3 separate regions of the Mus musculus genome follow, and all the other regions are linked to region 2. The links are chromatin contacts, called in public HiChIP or PLAC-seq and capture Hi-C maps. All regions are on one chromosome and are shown on one strand. Each heading gives the region's core, a stretch centred on a gene start, on an enhancer-like site or on the middle of the called end of the contact. The rest is flanking DNA. Distances are from core to core; before and after follow the strand shown.

Region 1 (4,092 bases), core at 548-3,047, 450 kb before region 2:
CACATAGTTAGATGTGTGTGTGTGAGAGACAGAGAGAGAGAGGTGATATATTTTATAACAGATGCTATTAGAGTTTTAAGTCTGATTTTCTTGCTTCCATTAGCTAATATAACTGGTCAAAGATTCTTAGGGGAAGGTCAGAAATAATCTTGAAGCTCACTACAAGATATAGCAGCTAATAGAGATGCAGAGGGGCATCCAACAAGGTTGAGAACCCCTTGATGGCTGGATGGGAAGAGGGATGGATGAAAATGATTGATGGTTCTCAAATATAGATAAAGAGGAGGTGTATGGGTTTTCTTGTTGTTGTGACCAAGCACACTGCAAAAACAACCTTAGGGAGAAAGGATTGGCTCACAGTTGAAGACTGCAGTCCACATGGAGGGGAAGGCATGGTACCTCCAGACCCACAGTGGCAAAACTATAACTCCTGAAGGTTCAACAACCTGCCAAAAGAGTGCCACTACTTGGGGGACTTTTCATATTCAAGCCACAATGTGTTTAACATGAATTCAACACGATCCAGTAGTACAAGACTGAAAGAAATAAAATAAAATGGAGATGAGCTAAAAGGGAAACTCACTGGAAAACAGGGAATGAGGCAAAGAAGCTCGTTGTACACCAAAGACAGTCTAAGACTGTGTGAGCACTGGGTCCAGTTCATATTCAAGAAAGAGAATCTCACAGCCCCCAGGCCCCACCTAGTTTCCCTCCGTCTTCTCCAGACACCGTGTCCACAACAGTACAGGCAAAGGTGTCTCCTCCATAGTCAGCTTCTGCATACTCCCTTTCCACCACACAGAGAAATAAAATGTATGTCTAATTGGCTTTCTAATAACGCTAATTAGCTCAGGCCTTTGTGATCCATAAAGAACAGAGGGTGCTTCCATCTTCCTATCACACTGCTGGGGCTGCTGGGGCTGCTGGGGCTGCTGGGGCTGCTGGGGCTGCTGGGGCTGCTGGGGCTGCTGGGGCTGCTGGGGCTGAGCCTCACGCTGCTCCTTGCTGTCTTAGAAGAGACTTTGAAACTGCTTCAGTGAAAAATCTCTATTTTGCTACTGCATATTCAAACCCAAGGTGTTAAGCAGTGAAAGCGGTTATGACAGAGTTCTAAGGGATGTTCTAGAAGGAAGGGCTATATTAAAACAGGAAGCAGTCTCTAGAATAGCATGGAGTTGTAATAATTGGACAGCATTGGCCATTTCTACCCATCTTTGTACTGTCCAGCTCTGGGAGGAACCAAAGAGAAAGTCTGCTTTTGTCTGTATCTGAAATGTCTCTGGGCCCATGGATTGAAGGTTAGATCACCCCTTGAGAGGTGGTCAGAAATGAAGATGAGAAAAGTAGTAGGAAGTCTTCTAGCTGTTAGGGGTGCACCCTTTAAGGAAAATATAGGGCCTCTGCCCTTTATCTTGTTCATTTCCTGGCCACACAGGGAGCTGATCTGCTCTTGGTACTTTCCAAGCTACAGCTCTGAAGCAACAAGACAAAGTGATCAGGCACAGAAGCCAACAAAACCGGGCCATACATGAACATGGCAAGCACCTGAGATAGTAAGAGAAAGCCCTTCTACAGTGCCACAAAGGGGCCAATGAGTTTTCGAACAGAGGAAACAGGGACTTCTGTGGAACCCAGCAGGCTTTTCCACCAGAAACATTACTGCAAACACCATATTGAAGAGACTCGGGTGCAAGGACGAGGACTCAAAGAGTCCAGTGTCACGTACTTACAGTAGGCACCAAGCCAGCTCCCTCACTTAACTTTAGACAAATCACTCCCTGGTCCTCAAGTCCTGCCATTAAATAAACAGAATGGCGCTTTACAGTTTGTATGAATACTCCCTGTGAAGCAGCCGAGACAGGTTTCCTCTGCTCCTGCCTTTACCTGGGCTAGGAAATGGCCCATGTTATCCCCACAGTAGTTTCTGTAACACAGTATTTCCTTAAAGCTATTCTAGGGCTGCCCACTTCCCATTTCCTGTCTAAGGTCAGGAAGTGTTCTTAAAGAAATAGCAGTGATCACATCTTGTGACATGCTTGTTGTGATTCAAAATAACCAGTGTTTAGAAACCATGTATTTACGACTTAGCAACAAAATAAGTCTTTGTTGTATATAAATAAACAGTTCTGGAAGAGGATATGGTACAGTTTGTATGAGTGTGTGTGTGTGTGTGTGTGTGTTAACCTATAATTCCAATATGCTACAATGCAGAGAATCTCTGAATTGTAAGGAAGAACTGACATAGAGCTGTGGTATTGGGGCCAGCCACTCATATCAGGGGCAGCATGGAGTTTAAGAAAAGAATGATGAGCTAAAAAATAAAAGATAGGCATATTATGAAATACTAATTTTATTTAAAAGGAAGGTCCTATACATATTGTGAGATGATTGAGAAGTGAGAAACCAATCTGGGAATCTAAAAGAAAAACAATCCCCCATGGATAGAACACATCTGGGGCTGGGAACATGAGAAACTGAGAAAATAAGACATTTTTGTTACTAAAATCTTAGGTTCCCAGGAGTGAAGAGATAAGCGGGAGAGCTGGTGGTGGGGAGGTAAGGTTCTCCACAGTTCCAGCAGGAAATTACTTTAGGCTAAACTAGAGACACTGCGGGAAGTGAGAAAGAAAACGCTCTGTTTGTGGGATTGCTGTTCAGGAAGTGGAGTGGGGAGCCCCTTGGGAATGAACAGGGACTGAGGAGGAAGTGTAATAATGGATGATTGCTGCTCCTGAGCCTGGGAAGAGGGGAGGTGCTACTGACAGCTGAGAAGGGATCAGAGGAAACAAACAGGGTTCACATTTAGGTTGTTTGTTTGATAGATGTTTGGACTGTTTATGTGACAATAAATAATCAAAAGCGAAGCTTTGAGGGATGGCACTTCTAGGAAGCAAGAGGCTGAGGGGATAGCTGCCAGTTGACTCTGACTGCTCCATCAGCTCTGAAGAAATGCCTTCAGTGTGTCCCCCACATCGGGTCTTCTGCATATGTCCAGGCTGATCAGAGCTTTTGGATGATTCGTGAAGCTTGGGGCATCTGTTGATTCTAACGTCATGGAATGAGGGGAGGGGCTGGGAGTGTGGGTCAGTAGATAGAGTGTATGCAGGAAGCCCTGGGGTTCCACCCCCAGCACCCCACCAATCCCCTAGCATGGTGGTGAACAACACCTGTGGTCCCAACCCTCAGAAGGGGGAGGTATGATGATCACCAGCTGAGTCACTGTTGGTTACATGCTGAGTTCTAGGCCACCTGGGGTACATCAGACTCCATCTAAATTTTGGTTTTTGAAAGAATGAATCTTTGTGATTTTGGAGATGAGGAGGGAAGAGAAGTGCTGCGGAGAAGTGAAGAACAGATGCCAGAATCTCCACAGTAGAGGAAACACAGCTGTATGAAAATAGCTATTCTGTCTGTCAGAGTGGACAAGAGTGACTTTGAAAGTACAGAGGGAGTACCAAGTGTACAGCAGTCTCAGGTGAGGAGAGTAAGTAAATACGTGCCATAGCCAGACACTGGGAGCTTCTGGGGACACACAGCCAAGGTCTGCAGTGAGGTCAGAAGGGGCCACCCACACTTTCCCAGGGAAACAAAAGCAGCTAAAGCCAGAAGCACACTTGAAGCATCCACACAGAGGGAAGCTGTTGACTAGGGCTGCTGATCCAGCACTATAGCTAAGAGGTCTGGGCTGAGCTCTGAAAGGCAATCTAGCCATGAATGCAGTGGACAGATGTATTTTAGAGGTTCACAAAACTAGCGCTAAGGCTGTATGCAAAGCTTTTGTGAGTCAAAGCAATAAACCTGTGGGGTGGGGGTGGGGGATTATTGCCCAGTTTGTAAAGCAGCTCACCTTACAAGCCTGAAGAGACCCACATACAAAGCTGATGATCATGGTGGCACATGCTTATGTAATATCAGCGGTTGGGAGGTAGAGACAAATGGGTAGCTGTGGCTCACTGTCCAGTAATCTACCCTACTTGGTGAGTTTTGGGTCAGTAATAAACCTGTCTCAAAAAACTGAGGTAGACATTGTCTATGGAATAGCATCTGAGGTTGATCTCAGGCACCACACACACACACACACACACATTGAGA
Region 2 (3,590 bases), core at 327-2,826:
TGTATATGTATGCATGAGTCTGCATATCTGTACACTGAGCTGCATGCAAAACACACACACATACAAGCCAAAAACCAACCAAACACAAAGGACTGGCCAGCTAGGTGGCTAACTCTAGGGAAGAAACATATTTCTATATCTAGAGCCCTATTGCAAACATTACTATTTCCAACACATCACTTAACGAGATGACAAAAAAAAAAAAAGGCACAAAGTCAAATATCAAAACTGGAATTCTGGAGATCGTTCTGCCCTCTTTCCAGTTGTGAATAGCCTGGGCTTCACCTGAGCAGGTGTTGAGTGTGAGCTAAAGCACACCCCAGCAACCTTGGTCTGTCCTTCCTGACTCCAACCACACCATTCACGTTCCTTCCAGGAGCTTTTGTGAATATCACCAGAATAAGAACAACATCTGAGGTTGATTTCTAGCCTCCACACACATATGCAACACATGTATACCAGCACATCCAAATTACTGTGACATAGAGAAACACACATGTGCAGGTATCTTGGACTGGGAGACACCAGAGCTATAGCAGGCTATGGCTGCACAAGTATAAAGCTCTTGCAGGGTGGGGCTGTTGGAGCAGATAGAAAGCATCATGATTGCAAGGTCGAGTAGACCAGGGATAGGATAATGAAGAAGAAAGGAACACAAAGGTTACTCTGAGCACAATCATGCTATAGGCCTCTGTCCCATCAATTTGACACCTCTGACTTCTTGTCCATCAAGAAGTGACTGACAAGAGAAAATGTGGTGCATGTATACAATACTTTTATTTAGCCTCAAAGAATAAAATAATATTATTAAGAAAATGGATGGAACTGGATATAACGATAATATAAAAAATAAGGCAGACTTGGAAAGACAAGTATGACACGCCTTTCTTCCTATCAGAGGCTAGGTTTTTAAGAAAGTAGAAATGAAGTTATTTGGCAAGAGGAAGTGTTCAGTGGAAAGGGGAGGGGGAAATGAGGATGGTGGTGGGTATGATCAAAGTGCATAGCATACGCACATGAACGAGCCAAAATGAGACACATTATTTTATATAATGAACATATACTGATTGAAAAAAAATCAAAGGAAGCTATTTTGAGAAGAGAAAAAAAAGAGAGAAATAAAACCCCATTTGGCCGAGTGTAGTAGCACAGGCTTGTGATCCCTGCACTCATAAGAAATGGAGGAGGAAGAGGGAGAGGGGGAGGAGGCAGGGGAAGCGATGCATCTATCTTTAGAAGCATCCTTTCTTCCTTCACCTCTCTCAGTTTTGTTCGGTTTCCTCAGATGCTTAGGTATATTTTGAGAACAAGCATTAATTCTCTGAAACTCATATATTAATACACGATCCACAAACTATGTCTTTCTCTTCATCATTCTCTGCTCCTTACAGTTTTAATATGAAGTATCCCCCCACAGACTCATTTCATTGAAGGTTTGGTCCTCAGTACCCTGTTGAGACCTTCGGCTTTCAGGCTGTGGCTACATCATGAGGAAGCTAGTTTCAGCTTCCTCTTCATCTTCTGGTGCATTCATAGTTGAATGAACTCGTGAGAGGGGATAGAAGGCACAGGGGGTGGAGCAAGTTTCAGGAAGTAGGTCATTGGGGGTGTAACCTCGAAAGAATACATCGCTGTCTCTTCCCTACAACTTGGCTTGTGTGAGATTACCTTACCTCCTTCTCAGTACAAACCACCAGCATTATTCCAGCTCATGTGAGGTCAGGGCAAAACCCAGGTTGCTGAGTTTCCCTGTCCAAGTTTTGTAAAAGAGATAAACAGGGCTGATCATGACTCCACAGATGCAGAAGAGCTGGTAGGCTCAACTACGAGCCACTGTACCAAGATGACAGCTCTAATTGTCAAGTGAACTAATCATGGCCCTAGAAACTTCACACTGGGGCCTCAGTGAATGATGAATCCCAGTCCCCTCCATCCTCCACCAAGAAGTACAGTTCACAGGTGACACCCTTATGTGCAAGTCAAGTCTTCATTCAGAGGATTGGAAAGACAGCTAAACCAAAACAGAGACCAAGATAAAGGGGAGGGAAAAAAAAAAAAAAGAGTATCTGTGTGGGATTGTGAAGGTTGAGTGGTGAGCAGGAAGTGGAGTTCAAAAGAGGGACTAATGGCTCACAAAGGCAGCAAGAAGTGGGAAGGAGCAATTAATTGGATCAGTCTGTGAAGGTTCAAAACAGTCTTCTAGCGTGACGACGTAATATCCTGATTCCCAAGTCAGGATCCCCAAGTCCTCCATATGACTAATAATTAAAGCCAGCTCCTGGGAAATAAATTCTTTAATTTGTATATTCTAAGTGGGGACAGCAGATATCCCTTTGACCTTATTCAAAATTGTCTTTTGGAAGGTAAATGCCTAAGACTCTCAAAAAAACAAAAATATTTAGAAGTACACTGTAGAATAATAAGGAGGATCTCGAGGAGGTTGGGAAAAAAGGACAGGAATCAGCCTGTAGCCCCAGAGACTGAGCATCATCCCCACAGCCCACCCTTCACTTCTGAAAACCCAGGTGCTCACCAGTGTACACCCCAGGGATTCCTGCTAAGGAAACTGCCAGATCTTCTATTTGCTTTCTGTATTTTGCTAATGAACTTTCCATCTGAAGGCCCACGGGTACAGATACCCATTCCACCAGAAAGCTTAGCAGAAGTAGAGTAGCCAGGAGCACGGCAGCAAGCAGAGGTGACAAGCATAGCATCCTTCAGGATCTCAGAGCAGAAAAAGACTGTTCGGCAGTTGTCCCCATCCACCAAGACCTGGACACAAATCCCAGGCCACATAAGGAACCATGATCCTGTGTCTGTCAAAACGGTCACCATGACAACCATGTAAAATATTGAAGGTGATTTTTTTTAGATTAAATTTTTAAGATGATTTCTTTTTTTTGAGATTATAATATAATTACGTAATTTCTCACTTCCCTTTCCTCCCACCAAACCCTACATACCTCTTCTTGCTCTTTGCCAAATTCATGGACTCTCTTTTTCATCAATTGTTGTTACATATGTATATACACATAAATACATAAGTGTATCCTTTTCAGACTATTTGCTACTTGTATGTAAGTTTTCAGGACTGACCGTTTGGTGTTAGATGCTCTAATGGGGAAGACTATTTCTCCTCTTCTCACTTAGTTGCTTGCAGTTCTCTGCGTAGACAGAGATCATTAGAGAGAACTGTAACCAATCAAGATGCAGAGTTGTAGATCCAAGCTGCAAGTGATACATCCACAAAACAACTCCCATGCCTAAGGCTCAGGGATTATTCTAGAAGAATATGCAAAAAGACTGTAAGACCCAGAGGGGCAGAGAGTTTGCTGAGAGATTGTGTCTCCTAGAAGACTGCCTAAGCATGAGCTGAACAGAGATAACAACATGCATCCAAACATGAACAGTGGAATGCTCAGGAGTCTTTAATCTGCACAAAGAAGCCCATGCAGTTCTTGAACTAGGTGATAGACTTGCCCCATTTGAGAGGCATATGTTATTTAAGAGTTTTAAAAGTTGACTTAGTTGGTAACATAATGAGTTTTATAGAAGATTTTCATGGGTACATCATTAAATGTTCCCCATTT
Region 3 (4,137 bases), core at 1,165-3,664, 420 kb before region 2:
CCCATCATCTAGCAAGTTGTCTGTCTATGTGACTAACACGCATCAGACCCACTCATTTTCTCCACCACTATTCTGCAGATTAAAAGACCTAGAAATTTTATGTTAAAATATACACTAAAGGATGCACATACAATATAATTGGATAAAACTATCTTGACATGCAAGATTTTAAAAGAATCCTAAGGTGTATGGACATTTAAAGGGTAGGAAGATTAGCAACAAAACCACTTGTGAAATGACTAATTACCAAGCACTGTCTGAATGCTTTTCTCAGCCCATAGAACATTTCACCTGACAAAAGGCTTATCCCCCTCTTTAAGCAGAACACCCTTTTGGCACCTAAAGATGAATATCTACAAATATCTTTAAATAATATGTGTCATTTTGCCGTTTATGAAGTCAGTTCATATACAGATTAGGTTTTCTAACCTGTAGCTTTGAATTAGCATCGTATGAAATGCACCATCTCTGACACACTGTGGACGTATGTTTTATCAGTTCAATTATTTTAATGATAAATTTCCTTTAGAAACTGGAAGGATCTGTTGACAGACAAAACCAGAAGCTCACAATGGACTATTTAGACTTGCAAATGATGGAACATTTAATTATTCCAAAGTAGCATCCCCCAGTTAGGGTATGATCATTGAATCCATCATCCTTCAGTTTATACACAGGACACATTTATCACGTCTCTCCTAGACAGGAGCCAGTCAGCTAAATATAGATTTGGGGACCATGCATTTCAGCTGCATGTTTCATCGAAGGCCTGGAATTTCATTCCTTTCCCGTAACACAGATAAAATGTTTATAAACGATGTGATAAGACTATAAGAGAAAGCAGAGTTCAATGGAGCTCCAGAGTGAGATAGACATGGGCTCTGTGGAAGACCCTGCTCCTACAGGAGAAGAGTGAGAAGCAATATATCAACAATGCCATTCCAGGGGACAGTTTATGTTCTATACCTGTGGTTTTTAAGGATGAGTGAGAGCTGGAGGTGTGGTTCCATAATAGAGCTCATTCTTTGCATGTTTCAAATCCTAACACCAAAACAACCATAGTAACTGTACAAAGGTGGTTTGGGTACTCTGCATTTGTTTGCAAGTTAGTTTTTATTTAGACCCAAGACACAGTTAGCATGACCAAGAAATACTTGAATTCTTGCTGCTAGTCTTCAAATACTACAAAACAAATGTATAATTCATTGCCTTATTTTTGTAAATTGTTCTTTTGAGGTAAGATCAAGGTTGGACTTAGACTCCATAGAAAGATGGGTGTGACCTTGAACTTCTGATCTTCCTGTCACTTCTTGAGTGCTTAGAATATAGATGTGGGCCTCCATATCTTATTTATGCAGTGTTAGGGATAGAACCAAAGGGCTTCATCCATGTTAGGCAAGGACTCCTGTTTCTGTGTGTGTGTGTGTGTGTGTGTGTGTGTGTGTGTGTGTGTGTGTGTGGTAGGGAGGGTTAGTCTGTCTGTCTATGTATCTATCATCAATCATCTATCCATCTATCTACCTAGCTGCTTTTTTCAAAGATGCAATCAATTAGTCTGCTAAGAAGAATCCTGATCCTTTAAAACCAGAAAAACTAAGCTGCTCTTACTGACTCCCATCCCTCAAGTCCTCTTCTTGGAGTCTTATCTCTTTCATATCTGAGGGCAGCTAAATGTGATGAATGACCAAGAAAAGAGAATGTTTGAGTTGTAAAGTAGAGGAGTTGGCATTACAGAAGTCAGTTGTTTTTTTGCCATACCTGTACTGTAGAGATGGGCCAATCACAGGTCTGTGGGACTTTGTTCTGGATTTATGTGACTGATAGGCATCCTTGCTAGCAGCTGGCTATCTTCTTGGCTTGCCCTTGCCATCCTAGAAGAAGAGCCTTAGTTCATTATTTTTGATAGAAATAATAAAAAAAAAAAACATGCAAGTTGCTCATTATTGTCATGGAATAATGAAAAACGTAGCTTTGTTCTTACAAAGGAAATGAAATTAACATAAGATAGATGGCATATCATTGTGATTTAACTGCCTGATTCCTAAACAAAGGACATGGGAGAATAACAAGGGAGCAGTTAGTGACACAGTCACCCACCCATTTTCTCTTGGAGGATCTGGTGAAGCAGGCTTGATGAGAGGTGGTTGGAGAGTAAACTAGGAAATCAGAGAAATGCCAGGAGAATCACAATTACTCAGTGCCTTCTATGAGCAGCTCTGGAGGCCAGTGGTATCAACTGTGTAAATATCGCCATGTATAACATACCAAAATTCTCATTGCTTTCATGGATCTTTTGCACAAATATGAAATGCAGAATTAACTCCAGTAGCTGTGATTTCCTATAGCAATATGGACACAGATCTTCCCTGGGAAGGGACACTGTTTCTGTGGAAACTGCTACCTTGGGACTCTTTCTTCTCTAGAAGAGAGTGTGATGCCTCTGCTGCACTTAAAGCTTGTCTTCTGCGTTCTCTGTGCTGCCGAGTTAAAACATATTATAAACATGTTCTCCCAAGCTTAACCTTTAAGTTTTCCCTGCACACAGAATTTTGAAATATGGGACCTTACAACGTTCAGCATTTTGTACAGTAAAAGCAATGAACGGGAGCTGGACAGTGACAAGGCACTTTAGAAAAAGAAGAAGTAAAGGAGGCAGGGTGCTGCACTCAGGGCTACAGTCACCAAGGAAAGCCTGCCCCAGGCAAATGGTTTCTTTCTCTGAAAATGTCTGGTGGTGGCAACTTGCTTGTGTTTTTCTTATAAAACACCACCTTCCATTTCTCACCAGTTCCAGACCACCCCTTCTATCGACTCCAGTTCTCAACTACCTGGTACTTTTCCTGAGAATGTTTTCACAATATCCCTCTCAATTTCCACACCTCGTTCCTTTCCTCGTGTTGTTCTTCGATCCACGAATTCTGGAGGACCACAGTGAAGGAAACAGTGATCACGAGCAGTGGGCAGATCTATCCGAATGCACTTTGATATTTTCTGTTTTCATTTCTCCTCCGCCTCGCTGGCTTTTTCTTCCATGTTCCTTTTCAATTGTCTACCTCCCAAAGTAGGGCAGCGATAGGCAGAAGTAAAACTGGCAGAGCCGCTCGACCCAGCATCCCCTCCCCACACGGCCCATGTTTGTAGGAAGCAGGCAATTGAAAATAGATTAGGCAAAGGGATTCTGGAAATGGAGGGACAAATTGCTGCCATGATTTACCATCTCAGCGTCAGCCACATAGAAGGTCATAGTGGAAACCTGGGCCTCTGGCCACTGATGGTTCCAGGAGCCAAAAGTGAGGAAAGTGACCGAGGAGTGTGCTCAAGACCTAGGGTGGTCAGCCCTGGGAACTTGTCAGAGGCAGAGACCCTGAGGTTGCTGAGGTCATCGAGGGCTGTAAAATGAAGCCAAAAAGACCAATCTGAGGGGCTCTGTTCTACCCCGGTTTTTAAACAGAAAACCTTTACAGCCGGGAGAAGGTGATTTATGAAGGACCTAATCTTTGCCACTTCTAAGACATTGCTTTTGGCTTCAAAGGGATAGAAAGGAAGACTTTAACATCCCATAAATGTGTATGTGTTCCCTAGCTTCTATTAAGTGAGGATGGTTTCCTGTATCTCAAAGAATATTGTTTCTCTTCTTCTTAGACATATACCATACACATATACATACACATCACACACACACACACACACATGTTTATTTTAAAACTGAATCTAAAGAGTTTCCAAAACAGGAAACAGACCCTGGCCTTGTTTATGTCAGATGATCTGAAAAACAAAGAAAAGAAAAGATAAGAAAAAAAATAGCTGATACATGATAAACAAGAGAAAATAAGCCTTAAAAAAGACATGGGAACTGTGTAAACACTGATGGATCCTCCAGAGTCCTTAGTTTCAGAGCAGTTTTAAACCACGGAACATGGACAGTTTGTAGGTACCAACTTATGGTTTACAGTGACTCTGTGCTTGTACCTTCTGGGCACAGGGATAAACACAGGCCTCCAATCTAAATCTGAAGTTTACAGCATAGAAAACTTTTGTTTATAGATTACAATCAAATCAAAAGAGAGTTGAGTAATTGTTAACCTGTAATGAGCTTTCTCTCCTGAAAAAGACAATAAAGCCAACAAGAATGGCTTT

What was found. HiChIP or PLAC-seq counts read pairs in DNA pulled down with a chosen protein or histone mark. Capture Hi-C pulls out chosen DNA fragments and counts their contacts.
Region 1: a contact with region 2 is called in an H3K27ac HiChIP or PLAC-seq map of microglia, with 6 times the contacts expected there. The contact joins two enhancer-like sites.
Region 3: a capture Hi-C map of bone marrow-derived macrophages shows a contact between it and region 2, with 10 times the contacts expected there. The contact joins two enhancer-like sites.

Annotation. Positions count from the first base shown.
Region 1 is chr8:128,266,061-128,270,152 of GRCm38.p6, reverse strand. The region is part of intron 1 of A930035F09Rik (a long non-coding RNA gene); the gene reads left to right. Among named protein-coding and RNA genes, the nearest start is that of Mir21c, 10 kb to the left of the region's middle. Within about 2 kb of position 1,797, at least 28 of the 459 cell types and tissues checked have an H3K27ac peak or open chromatin away from gene starts, as enhancers often do. A contact at or near this core is called in microglia, where this site is marked.
Region 2 is chr8:127,812,952-127,816,541 of GRCm38.p6, reverse strand. No RefSeq gene overlaps it. Among named protein-coding and RNA genes, the nearest start is that of Gm32590, 9.0 kb to the right of the region's middle. Within about 2 kb of position 1,576, at least 47 of the 459 cell types and tissues checked have an H3K27ac peak or open chromatin away from gene starts, as enhancers often do. A contact at or near this core is called in bone marrow-derived macrophages and microglia, where this site is marked.
Region 3 is chr8:128,234,233-128,238,369 of GRCm38.p6, reverse strand. All of the region lies in intron 1 of A930035F09Rik (a long non-coding RNA gene), which reads left to right. Among named protein-coding and RNA genes, the nearest start is that of Mir21c, 42 kb to the left of the region's middle. Within about 2 kb of position 2,414, at least 33 of the 459 cell types and tissues checked have an H3K27ac peak or open chromatin away from gene starts, as enhancers often do. A contact at or near this core is called in bone marrow-derived macrophages, where this site is marked.